2 separate regions of the Triticum aestivum genome follow, and region 2 is linked to region 1. A link is a contact called in public Hi-C data. All regions are on one chromosome and are shown on one strand. Each heading gives the region's core, a stretch centred on a gene start, on an enhancer-like site or on the middle of the called end of the contact. The rest is flanking DNA. Distances are from core to core; before and after follow the strand shown. Region 1 holds the start of LOC123155845. Region 2 holds the start of LOC123158041 (CASP-like protein UU-1).

Region 1 (2,913 bases), core at 263-2,762:
GTCCAAGCCCACAAGGCCAGAGCCTTGGTCGTCGTCTTGAGCTTGGAAGCTGGCTCGATGTAGTCCAGCGAGCAGCCGGAGCCGACGGCCTTGGCGACCGCCTCTTCATCCCAAGCATACAGCGGCAGCCCCTCGAGGCAGAGGCACACATGGTGGCCGAGGTCGACGTGCTCACCATGGCCTTCCAAACGCCATGCCCTCATCTGCAGCTTGGTGTCGCCGAACGGGAGCTCGCGGCGGGATGATGCGATGTCCGCGTGGTGCTTGTGGATGAAGCGCACCAGGAACCGCTCGGGGAAGTGGAAGACGACGATCACGTCCGGCACCAGAGCGCCAATCCCGTCTGCGATGGCCGCCGCAACCTTGTTGGTGGAGGCGCGACAATCACGGTCGAACCAGGCCACCACCCCATTGGATTCCAGAAGCGCAGCCTCAGCTTGCATGGCCGGAGTGTTGTGGATGACGGCGAACACCTCCGGGCGGACGCTGTGGTCACCAGCCCATGCCGAAGACGCAGCAGAGGGAGCCATGGCAAACTGGGAGGACGTGGGTGGCGGGCGGGCACGGGGAGGTGCGGGCGGAGGAGCTCTGCGCGGAGCGGGCGGGGGCGCGCCGGGGCGCAGGTGCGGGCGTGGAGCGTGGGTGCAGCCGCGCGCTATGTGGCCGGAGCTGAAGCACCGTCTGCAGGTGACTGGGTCGCGGCAGTCCACGACGCGATGTCGAGGCTTGAGACAGTGGAAGCAGAGACCTTTTATCCATGCGGGAGGAGGGGCGCGAGGAGTGAAGGCAGCAACAGGAGCGGGCGGAGGGCGCGGCCGCCCACGCCTGACCTCGGTCCAAGGCGCCGTCGCTTCCTCCTCGAGCCCCGCAGCCGCCGCGCCGCGCGGGAGTGATTGCTCAGCAGCGGCCTGCGCAGGGACGGGCCGAAAGCACGCAAGCCATCCCGAACTGTCCCCTCCATTAACGCCTTCAATGCTCGTCAGGTTGGCGGAGCGGCCTGGAGCAGGAGAATTGAAGGTGGTGGTTGGGAGCGCGCGGGCGAGGAGCTCAGGCGGCGTCTCCAAGACGCAGTCCACCTCCGAATCCACGCCGGGAGGGCGACCAGGAGGTGGAGGCGGAGGAGAGCCCCAAGCTGGATCTGGATCGGAATCTCGCGCAGCCGGCAACGGAGAGCGCTGCGGCCCAAAAAAACCCCAAGGCAGCGGCTGGGACGGACGGGCAAGGCAGGCCAGGTAGGATAGCGTCTGGGACTGGGCGGTGGCCGGCGGCGCCGGAGGGGATGCCGCCGGTATGGGCCAGTGGGCGATGTGTTGGGGCGGGTCGGGAGCGGACATGTTATTGAGGGTCACACATCTGATCCAGTATTTCTTGGTCTTGTTTGTGGGGTACGGAATAAGGAACGGCGAGTTCTATCTCGTGTTCCTTGATTCCAGTGGCGAAGGATTTTGCGAGGATGGCTTCGGACGTGTCACCTTTGGTGACGTCCGCAACACCTTCAGCGTTCACGCGTAGTGCACGCAGCTATCTCAAGCCGGTATGAAGAAAGGAGAAGGATATGAAGAGGAACACAAGTCTACAGCCAATCGACTTTTTTTGTTTGTCTACGATGAGTACTTCTAACCATGCCCGTTCTGTGTTAGATTTCTGCTTGCGCAAGTGTGTTTAATGATATTTAAGAGGTTGTCACACCTTATTCTTCAGACGATCAAACTAACAGCAAATTTTGCAGTCGGTCAAAGTGCAAAACTGTAATCAGGATATCTTGGCATGATGACTTGCGATTGCTCTAGCTAGCTTGATGCATGTAGCATGCACACTTTGATTTTGGGTTCTTGGTATCTTGTCATGATGTGGTGATAATGCATATTTAGTTGGATGCCTAGCTAATCTGCTGTTGGTGTTGTGCGTTCATCTTATGTGTTTTTTTGGGCATAGTGTCTAAAGATTTGTAAGAAAGTTTCCCCTTGATGCTTCACTACTAGCCCCTTGTCAGTAAAATCTTGAGAGTCCTAGTTTAAGCACATCTTCAGGATGCAATTTATTTTTAGGTAAATGTTATTACTTCACATAGACATTTCAGGTAACATCAACTAACTATTGAATAATTCAAAGACAAAAAAATCAGTTACAGAATGAAGAGATTCATCCTTCTTTGTCAGGACATTATCTGTACATCTAATTAAACTGAACAGCATATTCACCCATCTCCTGGCTTAAACTGTCAAGAGAAATCTCTATGAGATAAGCAACGTTGATAATTGAAAGACTTGTCCTCTTTGGCAACAGACACAAAATTTGTGTAAGCTAGTGCAGCGACAAGTGAAAGCACCAATTAATGAGTGTCTTGAGTTTTCTTTTCAACTTCTAAGGCGTGCACAACATAAAAGCTGAATTGTAGCTTGAATCATGCCTGCATAGATGGAGGGTGAATGTGTTAAATTTCCTCGTTTCCTGATAATAGCATAGCAAAAAACAATCAGTTTCAGGTTACATTACATACAGCAATCAGTATTGCAGGGACTACAATAATAGCAAATCAAAAACAAACATCCATGATCACTGAGCATGCCAACTCCTACCGATATATTTCTCCATCTTGTGACACTCCCTGCTCGCCTCCAAGCCACAGTGCGCCGCAGTTCCTTCTTTGCTGGGTTTTCACCTACGACAGAGCAAAATATTCATTCAAGCACAGAACTTACCTTCAGCCTGACTAGTGACTACACAGTTTTCTGCACTGTTATTTTGAGCAACTTGTTTCATGCAACAGCAGCAAAACAGTACTCCCCCTGTAAAGTATTATAAGAGCGCTTAAATAACTAAATTAGTGATCTAAACGCTCTTATAATTTTTTTAGAAAAGGAGGATGACCTCCGGCCTCTGCATCTGGGAGATGCATACAGTCACTTTATT
Region 2 (2,932 bases), core at 168-2,667, 560 kb after region 1:
GTTTCACTTCGGAATCACCGAGTTGAAACAATCGAAAATTCCGAAACGAAGTTTTTCTCTAGCCATTGCACTTCGGTCCCACCGAAAAGCCCAAGGTTCATATCTTTTACACAGATCAGTGTCATCGAGTTTCTGTTCGGCCTCACTGATTTGGGTCAAAAATGTGTAACGGTTGGATTTTTGGGTGAAGGCTATTTATACCCCTCCACACCCCTAATTACTCTCTAAGAGAGCCATCAGAATGAAACACTACTTCCACCATTCATTTTCTGAGAGAGAACCACCGACTCATGTGTTGAGATCAAGAGATTCCAATCCTACCATTTGAACCTTGATTTATAGGCTCTTCAAGTTGCTTTCCTTTCCAATCACTCTCCTACCCGAGCCAAATCTGTGAGAGAGAGATTGAGTGTTGAGGAGACTATCATTTGAAGCGCAAGAGTAAGGAGTTTATCACCAACACAACATCTATTACCTTTTGAAGAGTGGTGTCTCCTAGATTTGCTAGGTGTCACTTGGGAGCCTCCAAGTTCATGTGGAGTTGAACCAAGGAGTTTGTAAGGGCAAGGAGATCGCCTACTTCGTGAAGATCTACCATAATTGTAATTTTTATTACCTCTGGCGTTCGGCTTACTCCCGTGTTTGTAGTCGTTGCTAGGTGGCCTCCGGATCTGGTTGTAATTTTTATTACCTCTGGCGTTCTTTGTACTCCCATGATTTTTTTCTGAAAAGGAGGATGTACCCCCGGCCTCTGCATCTGGGCGATGCATGCGGCCACTTTATTAATTATTCACAAAGACTTTACAAAGTAGTACATTCGTAAGCCTGGAGCCACCATCATAGCAACACATGTTTCTATTCCTATCCCCTTGATGTAGGGGTGCCGAATGTCCGAGCCTAATACCAAACAGGCATCACATCAAAACCTAACATCTAAAGCCGGATGCGCCATCCTAGCCACATACCGGGACTGGGTCACACACCGGTCCTGCCCACTCACCGAGCCCGCCACCACCGTGTTCCACTGATCCATCTCCATAGCAAGGACTGGCGCAAACCTTGCCAGCCTGTCGTCGACGCCACCATGGCGTCAGACAGCGCCACCGCCCTGCGTTCGACCATCCAGCCGCATCCGTCGACGATAGGCGGGGCGGCTAGGGTTTCCCCCCGGGTCACCCGCGGGGGCGACGCGAGGGGACGCCTGGGCTGATCATGATGCAATAGTGTTTTGCACGTTTTGGAAGATGAATAGATTGGAAGTTGCTGGAAAAAAATCCGGATAAAAATTCAGGAGATATTTGCATCTTGGCATTTGAATTCAGTTTGTGCTGAATGAAGCTGGAGAAGGTACGTAGAGTCGTACCTCCGGTGGACTCATTTGGATTAGGTTACGGCCAAGTCTCCCCAGACATTTGCAAAGAAGCATCATCTGTCCATATATAGATTCAACCATAATTCCTCCAGGTCTTCTCTTTTCCCGATCGGTTTTTCATCCGGCGCGCGTGGGCTGACACCGCCGCATAGGACTCGTCGCGCCTCCGTCACCATAGTGGAGCTGGAGTCGCAGGACGCGGCGACGATGAAGGTGGCCTCCGCGAAGCACGTCACGACCACCGTGGCGCTGCGTGTCGGGGCCGCCGTTGCGTCCCTCGCCGCCGCCGTCCTCGTCGTCACTAACCGGCAGGAGCGCTGGGGGGTGGAGGTCAACTTCACCATGTTCGACGTCTGGGTGTACGTACCATCACCAATCTCTCGGCATGCAGCTAGCGCATGCTCCTTCCTTCGTTCACTCGCTAGTTAGATCGATTGGTCTCGATCTCCCGTGTGCTTCTGCAACCAGCGAATCGATGTCTGACCTGTTCTTGTTTCGTGGGTGAGCAGGGCATTCGTGGCGACCAACTTCTTCTGCACAGCCTACTCGCTGCTCACGGCGATCTTTGTCAAGAAGCTCATCGGCAAGCGCTGGCTGCACACCGTGGACCAGGTAACGTTACGTACGGCAAGGAAAAAAATATCCATCTAAGCTAGTAGACCATACGTCCATGCATCTGTGTTCGTGCACCCTGGTCAATCTCGACTGACGGACGGCATCGTTGTTATATCTGCTTTGTTGCGTGCAGCTGGTGGTGAACCTACAGACGGCGGCAACGGCGGGCGCAGGGGCCATCGGGTCGGTGGCCATGTGGGGGAACAAGACAAGCGGGTGGTACGCAGTGTGCCGCCTCTACCGGAGGTACTGCGACGCCGGTGCCGTCGCGCTCGCGCTCTCCTTGGCCGCCTTCCTCTCTCTCGGCAGTGCCTGCGCACTCTCCCGTTACCCCAGGACGCCGGCCAGACACTGACCAGTCAGTTAGGAGTAAGACCTAGCAGCACCTTGATATGTTCAAAAGTTAATATCATCAGATCATGTAAAGTTCTTGGGAGTACATTGTTTGTCCTTTTGGATCTCAATTACTAGTTGGTAGGTTAAGCAGCAGTATCCATTCATAAAATCATGAGCATGAAAGATGAGACGCATATATGCACCGTATATACCATACTGTAAAATTAAGCTGGCTATTTATGTGTTCTGAGGAGAAAAGGGGAGGTCTCTTACAAAAGAAACACACCGTGAAATGATCCTCTGGATCACGATGCTGAAAATGATGAGACACAAAAAATAGCTGAGCAATGCACGGCATCATGCTTAGGTGCAGCGCAGGATGCCATCTCCGTGCTGCGAGCAAGGAAGAAGGCTAGCTCATCCGCCATTGCTGCCGGCACTGAGCGCTTCATTCGACTTGACAAAACGGCCTTTCACCCGCTTACGGGTATCCGCCCTCAGCTTCCGGGACTCATACCGGATGTGCTTCTCGTACCTGCAGGGAGCACCAGAAACGCATGAGAAAATTGCAACCGTCTATGAGGAGTAAAAGAAGACGGGTTAGCTGTT

The links. A called contact is a pair of places that touch in the nucleus more often than the background predicts.
Region 2: a contact with region 1 is called in a Hi-C map of leaf, with 4 times the contacts expected there. The contact joins the promoter of LOC123158041 here to the promoter of LOC123155845 in region 1. A contact is called at or near these places in 2 of 5 Hi-C or Micro-C datasets (both in leaf).

Annotation. Positions count from the first base shown.
Region 1 is chr7B:233,971,943-233,974,855 of IWGSC CS RefSeq v2.1, forward strand. LOC123155845 reads right to left here and starts at 1,513. Exons shown (of 1, transcript XM_044573990.1): 1 at 1-1,513. The coding sequence starts at 1,334.
Region 2 is chr7B:234,535,198-234,538,129 of IWGSC CS RefSeq v2.1, forward strand. LOC123158041 (CASP-like protein UU-1) reads left to right here and starts at 1,418. Exons shown (of 3, transcript XM_044576184.1): 1 at 1,418-1,731; 2 at 1,882-1,984; 3 at 2,121-2,441. The coding sequence starts at 1,580. The coding sequence ends at 2,342. LOC123158040 (zinc finger protein CONSTANS-LIKE 14) reads right to left here. Exons shown (of 4, transcript XM_044576183.1): 4 at 2,502-2,858. The coding sequence ends at 2,741.